2 separate regions of the Xenopus laevis genome follow, and region 2 is linked to region 1. The links are chromatin contacts, called in public Hi-C maps. All regions are on one chromosome and are shown on one strand. The core of a region is the stretch at or near the end of the contact, and the rest is flanking DNA. Distances in the headings are between cores, read along the strand shown. Region 1 overlaps LOC108714227 (inactive tyrosine-protein kinase transmembrane receptor ROR1). Region 2 holds the start of LOC108714227 (inactive tyrosine-protein kinase transmembrane receptor ROR1).

Region 1 (3,640 bases), core at 531-3,030:
GTGTGAGTCATTGGCCTCTAATTCTATAGCTATTCTGTATAATTCTGTATAATTCGACTAAACTACTTCTTCTCAATCTCGATTCCAGGTACAAAAAACATGGCACTAAAAAGGATGGACAATGTTCAGTGCTCAAGAACTAATATTCACAGGCTTCTCAGCTTGTGAAGGAATTCTGTGACGTACAGCAAGTTGTCTATTGCTGGTATAGAAGGTACACAGACTGGATGAGTTCATATTATACTGTATGTGCAAGTTCCATTTGCTGATTCTGATACACTTAGATAAATATCCATCGTATTCAGACATGTGTAATGGTGAAATTCCATTCAGGGAATAACACATCCACATATTATTAAAAATAAACTATATTCATGCCATACCTTAGGTTTGTAAGCATTTAACATGGACATTTCCACATTCTGCCCTCGCACATGTTTAGGTTGCCTTTGCACTGGTGGGGACGAAGCCTTCTGATTATTTCTGCAGATGCAAATGAAGAAAAAGAGCAGGGCAATAGCTAGGGGGATGGCAACACTCGGAACCAGTATATACAGGATTTCCATTTTGTTCTTTTCCTTTGAGTCCTTAGAGTCTGAAGTACAAAAATAAGAAGAAACAATTTACAACTAAGATAAATACATTTTACAGGCACTACTAGATTTAATAATAGTAAAAACCTGCTGAATACTTTGAGTTTTGTAGAGTTTTAACAGATAAGGTGGAAAATTCAATCAAGTCTCAAGTTCAGCTCATTTGCTACAATTATAATTTCATTAACGAGCTGAATTAAATTAAACCTCCCACCAGTGCTGACCGCATTTCAGTGCTGATCGCATAAAGCAACCAGATTTTTAGGATTATTGTGATAAAAGGTGCAAAGTCTGCTACAGGTCCTGTAACCCATAGCAACTATTAAACAGGGAGCGTTCACTAATCAGCTGTTGAAAAGCAAAGGCTTAATTTGGTTATGATTTACTAGACCTGGCAAACTTTGTACCGGTTAGGGGCCCTCAGCCCTGCCATAAACCATGGAAATCCCTCACCTAAAAATTACATTCTTTATAAAAGAGATATTTAATGGTAAATTATTCTCCATTTAGAAACCATCCAATTGCCATTATATACTGTACATTAATAAAAATAAAGTTGGTTAAGATGATTCACAAAGGGAGATTATACTCATAAAGCAAACTTTGTGTATTTTTTTATTATAAATTGGTAATATTATATGAACATACACTTTGTTTTCCCTTTAAAACTTTTACAATACATAGCCTCTTCTTTTTACTGTAGAGAAGGATAGCTAAACTAGTTAAGAATGATGGGAATTGTAGTTTCCTCTGAAATGTAAAGGGGAACATTGACTGGGCCTGTGGTAGGAATCTAAATGCAGAAAGTGCTGTGTAAGCTTTCATACAATAATGGTTAGAAAAACTGTATTATTATTGCCATACATGCTGGCCACGGGATCCCTTGATAGGAAATAGCAATTTATAGGCTCAATTACTGCCATAACTCAGGCCCTTCCGCAATTGTAGAAATGCTTTAGAGATGATATATCATAGAGGATATTTGCTTTCCCTGTAAATAGTTAGAGTGAAAATATTTGATGTAATTGCTTAAGTTGCCAAACAGATGCTGAAGCGGTAAAAGTTTGTCTTGTTGGGGGGAATTTCCTGTTTCAGATGCTGTGGCTTTGCTTTCAGGCTCGCAGTGTTCTCTAGCAGAGATCTCTTTTCATACACTACAAAGGCGCTCTGTGTTGAGCTGCACAGGAGTCACACAGCCCAGTATTGCTGAAAACATGAAACCATGCCCTTCGTTTCCCACAATGAAACATCCCCCCCATTTTGCCTTTATGCACCAATATGGAAATGGAAAATAAGAGAATGTTTACCGCAGGCTGGAATATCACAGAGCTCGTACTTGACATTTTCATCCAAGGTGAAGCACCAGGGGGCTTCTCTCTGATTCCCAGGGTTTCTGCAGTAAGAATGGCCTCCATTGAGTTCAGGGTAACGGATTGCATTGAATGTGTGAGTGTGGGGATGGTTGGAGTTCCACGGCTGGCACTGTCGGCCAGATTTTGTAGCACTCACCGTACCACGGTAATCTACTCCTGTGTTATTGTAGCACTTATGGTCTGAAAGGTGAACAAAAATGCATTTGTTACAGTAAATGCCTTTGTACAAGATGGAGACTTTGAAAACGAATACACTCTGAGCGATCTATGTGGTTTACAAGTAGAACATATCCTACAGAACATAACTTGAAAGAATTGAAGTATTCTTTCAACAGTGACAAAGCAATGCTCAGGAAAAATGGTCAGTTTTGCACTGCTTATTTTATAGACATCCTGGCATGATATTTACTATTTTAGCTTTAAAAAATGACTTTTCAGAGTAATGACAAACATTACCCAGAGCTTTTCCCACAACAAAAGGAGCAAATCAATCCACTTGTATTCTGTTAGTTCCATTAAGTGGACACAGAATGTTATCATGCTCTTATAGCTCATGTGATCCATAACTTCATACTTTCCAGCCAGTCACTAGAAAAGCTGTGCAATTACATCAATTACAGTTGAAGTCAAAATGATGTCACACATTTTTCACACTTAATTTGGGAGATGGGGGTTTAAACTGATACTGACTAACTGCATCATTGGATACCTAATGTTAAAATCAAATTGTAGGTATAGGAAGAAGTTATATGTAGTAGTTTTAAAAACTTTAGAACTGGAAAATGTGCACACAACTGGCACCATCTGTTATACTGCAAAATATGAACAACGGAGGATCTTGTAGGTTAGAATATGAAACGCAAGAGACATAGTCCATGTAGGAAGAAGGACGGAGCAGAAATGACGTTGCAGGTAAATATGACACGCTGGAAATGAAACAGGCTCAATAACAGAAATCCATTATGCAGAGCTGCAGAAGCCAACATGAGCCATAAAGTGTGAGTGTAATAATGTCTTAGTTGCATTTTGTGAGAGATCGAGTTGAATTTTGGACAGATTTTAGGAGTAAAAACATCTGGGTTTAGTTAATGATTAAGTGTAGGATATAAAGAGACTTGAAGCAAAGATGACAAAGACAGGAGGGTTGAGAGGTTAGACTTATAGCAATTTTGTTAATACAAGGGTTATTTGAGGTATGGAAGAAGAGCTTAAATTACTGTAACTACCGTTCTCAACAGGATTGCTTTTAAAAAATGGGCAGTCACTAACTTGTTGCTTGACAACTGTGTTGCCAATCAATAAATTAGCACTGTGAGCCAGTGGTCAAACAATTATTTACTAGAATTTATACCGATAGGGGATCCGTCATCTGGAAACCCGTTATCTGTAAAACTCAGAAATACAAGATTGCCGTCTCCCATAGACTTCATTTTAATCAAATAATTCAAAATTGTCAAAATGATTTTCTTTTTGTCTGTAATGACCAAACAATATCTTGTACTGGATCCCAACTACGATATAATTAATTCTTATTGGAGGCAAAACAATCCTATTGGGTTAAATTAATGGTTTAATAATTTTTTTAGCAGTATGGAGATCCAAATTATGGAAAGATCCCTAATCTGGAAAACCCCAGGTCCCGAGCATTCTGGATAACAAGTCCCATCCCTGTAT
Region 2 (3,640 bases), core at 816-3,315, 150 kb after region 1:
GAAATTTTTTTTCCACTTACGCGAATTAGTCTCTACAGACATATGATAATTTGTTTATTTTGATGGAGATGGTAGAAGCCAGCAAAATCTCCAGGTTTTTTCATCTGGGAAATGTGCTGGCAAGGCTGTGGTGTGCTTTCAGTGTCCAGCAGCACATTACCGTTTAGAGAAACTAATCACAAGCAAAATACAGATGAATCATGCCAGTTGAGTGTTCCTGGCATTTGGGTTTAGGTCCATAGTTCCTGGACCATTGCCATGGAGGCAGATTTCACAATTTCAAGGCCTGTGCTTGATTCTGGGAGAAAGTGGCATATCGTGACATTTAAACATTTGAACCTAAAGGACAGCAGCATAATACTTTCTGTGAGCCTGTTTGATTCTTCAAAGAAAGGCTCAGTTGGGGCCCTAAATTCTTATTATGTGTTGCCACAGAGTTAAGGGCACCCTGCAGAGAAAAGAGAATGCCTTAGGTTTTCCTATTAGCTTTTCGTGAACTCTTCCCTTATGTCTGCTTAAGAATGCCCTATTAATTGTGCATTAGAATACTGTTAAAATCAGCACATTCAGCTAACTGTATATTACTGTATTGACAAATGTAAATGAGCCCACTAAGTGACCAGTTATCTGTATTCCTCTCTCCCCTGTGGATTGCTGGTGACAATCAACAAAAAAAAAGTGTGTAAATGATAGATACCTACATCTATCTCTGTCATTGCCTAAAACAGATTAAAAGCACATGGGGGGGGGGGGGGTTTGGGAGCCTGGAAGAAATTGAAATCTATCTGCCGGAGAGAAAAAATGGGCACATGCGGAATGTCTTACTGGGACTTGTCTGGTTTCAGTTCAGGATTTTTTTTAAAAATAAAAACAATAATGAGTAATAGCAAAACTCAGCAGCACACTAGGTACAAGTATGAAGTTACTCTCAGCATGCATGAATATTTCAGCTATGCAGCATTCCTTCCTTTTCAGGAAGCCTCTGACTGCCAGCTCTTTGGGTAAGAACAGCATGCTATTCAAGGGGCCCTGGCTGTACATTAACATTGCACCCTTTGAGGGCCTTAGCTTGACCTACATTCATAGAAACCAGAACAAAACCAACTGACAGGAGAGCATTATGTGATGATTCTATGCACAGTATTAATATTACTGTTATTAAATCATAAAAATGACATGGTTTAGTATTATAGTAGCTAAAAGGTTGAAAGGGGAATTAAGGCCATTGAGATTTATATCTATATTCATGTAATATTTATAAATCACAGAAAGAGGCGACATTTTTGATACACATAATACTAAACAGTCCCAATATTACCCTTTTTCTTCTACAGATGTCAGAGAATTTCTACGGATTGCAATTATTAAAAAAAAATATTTCCAAAGAAACAAACAAATTGAAATGCTGTGAATATGTCACTGTATGTCCTTTTTATTACCCTGTATGTGATGGGGCCCCTCCCCCAAGAAAGATATACTATTATTACTAGGGAAGGGTAAATATATGTTATGAAACACACATGAAGTACTATGAAGTTATTACTGACTGTACATGAAGAATTGAGCATTTCTGAGCTGGAGCCTTGAAGTGCATGAATTAGCCCTGACATAACAATGGATGGTTCCATCATGTTAAAGTCCCAGCCCTGCTGTAGTAGAAAACCTGCAATTCCAAACCCCAGAGAAAGCCCCCCTTACCTTGTGCTGTGTATCCCCATAAGGCAGCCTCCAGCAGGGCGACCGTGAGTAGGAAGGTGCAGGGGTGCCTGGCTGCGTGCATTCCTCTGGATGTGCAGAGCCAATAAATCATTTATCCGTAGGCTCGGGATGCAGGGTCCTTCCACTCCCCGGGATGTACCTCTCGCCTGCTCGCTTTGGGGGTGCCTCGGAGCGTTCCCGGTCCCTCAGGCTGCGAGCTCCACTCTACCTCTGCCTTTCTGATGGAGTTAATGGAGCCAAACTTTTTTTTCTCCTTTCCGGAGGGCTTTGAAAGGTAGGAGCTGGCTTTACTCTCTGCCTCCCTCTCTCAACTTTCTCAACCACCCCCCTTTCGCTTGTCACTTTTCCAAAATCAGTACCGACACAAACTAAAGCGCTTCAGACCGAGCCAAGTGTCACTTGCAGGGGACGCAGCGCCACCTGCTGGAACTTGCGAATTATTTTCTTGTCAGGTTTTTCCGCCCCAGGCTATTTATTCTTCCTGTTTGCTTTATCGCTGGCTCGCTGCGACACACATATCATTTCAAAAGTATATTTTCTTTTAGCTACTTTACTCGTACGAGTGTATATTTTATACTGTTACAGCTGGCAAAATAAATACACTGAAATGCAAAAACAGCGCTGTGCAGCGAACCAGTGGCCTTAAAGGAACAGTAACGTCAAAAAAATAAAAGGGTTTTAAAGGGTTTCTTTGTGGCTCCACCAACTCGTTTCTAATGGGTCAGGGTTGCAAAGTCAACTACAAAACTAGCCAAGAGGCACTTCAAAAGTTGCACAATATGTGCAGTGAAAAAAAAAGTCAAATAAATAAATGTATGTGAAAATATGCCTTTTTTTAATTTTCTCAAATATTTCCATGAAGCAAAATGGGACAGATTTGCCCGTAACCAGGGGTGTAACTACAGAGGGGGAGCCAGGAGGTATAATACATATACAATTACAATAAATATTGGTAAAACAGGTCAAGCTCTAGACATTTTGGTGGCAAGCTGATTTTTGCCCCAAAATTGTCTAAAATTAAGGAAAGTCACCAGATAATGTGAGAAAAGAGTGAAGGGAGACTCTGGTACAGACAGGGGTGCTTCGCCAATGAGGCGACTTGAGACTGTCGCCTCAAGCGACAGTCTCCCCACTAGGTACCAGGGGCAGCAAAAATGCCACTCCTGGTACTTTAAGAACCGAATTTCCGGTTTTCAAACCGGAAATTAGACTCTTCTAACGCAGAGAGCGCAGTTAGGCTCTCTGAGCTAGTGCACTGGTCCTCACTGCTGCCCTGGTGAACCCCCCCCCCAGACCCCCTCAGGCTTAAAAAGGTAGGCGCACAGGGGAGGGGGGCGGCACAACTGCTGCTGCCTTGGGCGGTGAAGGGGCCAGGATGCCCCTGGGTACAGAACCCAAAATCTGTTAACGCCCGACTTCTACACAAGTCAGTCCCATTGCATGCTTTGTATTGTAGCCTTACATTAAACTAAGCAGTTGGCAAATTGTTAAACAAAAACTACATCACCCAACATGCATTGGGAGACACAGGTTTGGCATATCAGGGCAAAAAAAACCCAAAAAACTTTGGCTGGTTTCCAAAGTACAAACCAGCCAAAGAACTAAAAAGTAGCCTAAATCAATATCTTGGCTAGTTTGTACTTTCAAAACTGGCCTGGGCTTTAAATTAGTAGTCCAATTTGGCTGGAAAACCGCCAACTTGGCAACCCTGTGATGGGTATTTAGTAGCTGCACAGTCATCAATACGTTTAATTAATATGTTTTGTAAAATGGTATTTGGAATTTGAACAAGTGAGCTGTCCCAGGTACAAGACCCCTTTACGTTAACTTTTAGTATGTTACAGAATGGCCATTGTAAGCAACTTTGCATTTGGTCTTCATTGTTTATTTTCTATAGTTTTTGAGTTATTTGCCTTCTTCT

What was found. A called contact is a pair of places that touch in the nucleus more often than the background predicts.
Region 2: a Hi-C map of the XTC cell line shows a contact between it and region 1, with 3 times the contacts expected there. The contact joins the promoter of LOC108714227 here to the enhancer-like site in region 1. A contact is called at or near these places in 2 of 4 Hi-C or Micro-C datasets (the XL177 cell line and the XTC cell line).

The regions. Positions count from the first base shown.
Region 1 is chr4L:79,477,606-79,481,245 of Xenopus_laevis_v10.1, forward strand. LOC108714227 (inactive tyrosine-protein kinase transmembrane receptor ROR1) reads right to left here. Exons shown (of 9, transcript XM_018258240.2): 7 at 1,901-2,146; 8 at 384-595. Among protein-coding and RNA genes, the nearest start is that of ube2u.L, 23 kb to the left of the region's middle. Within about 2 kb of position 1,781, at least 1 of the 7 cell types and tissues checked has an H3K27ac peak or open chromatin away from gene starts, as enhancers often do.
Region 2 is chr4L:79,626,800-79,630,439 of Xenopus_laevis_v10.1, forward strand. LOC108714227 (inactive tyrosine-protein kinase transmembrane receptor ROR1) reads right to left here and starts at 2,066. Exons shown (of 9, transcript XM_018258240.2): 1 at 1,699-2,066. The coding sequence starts at 1,810.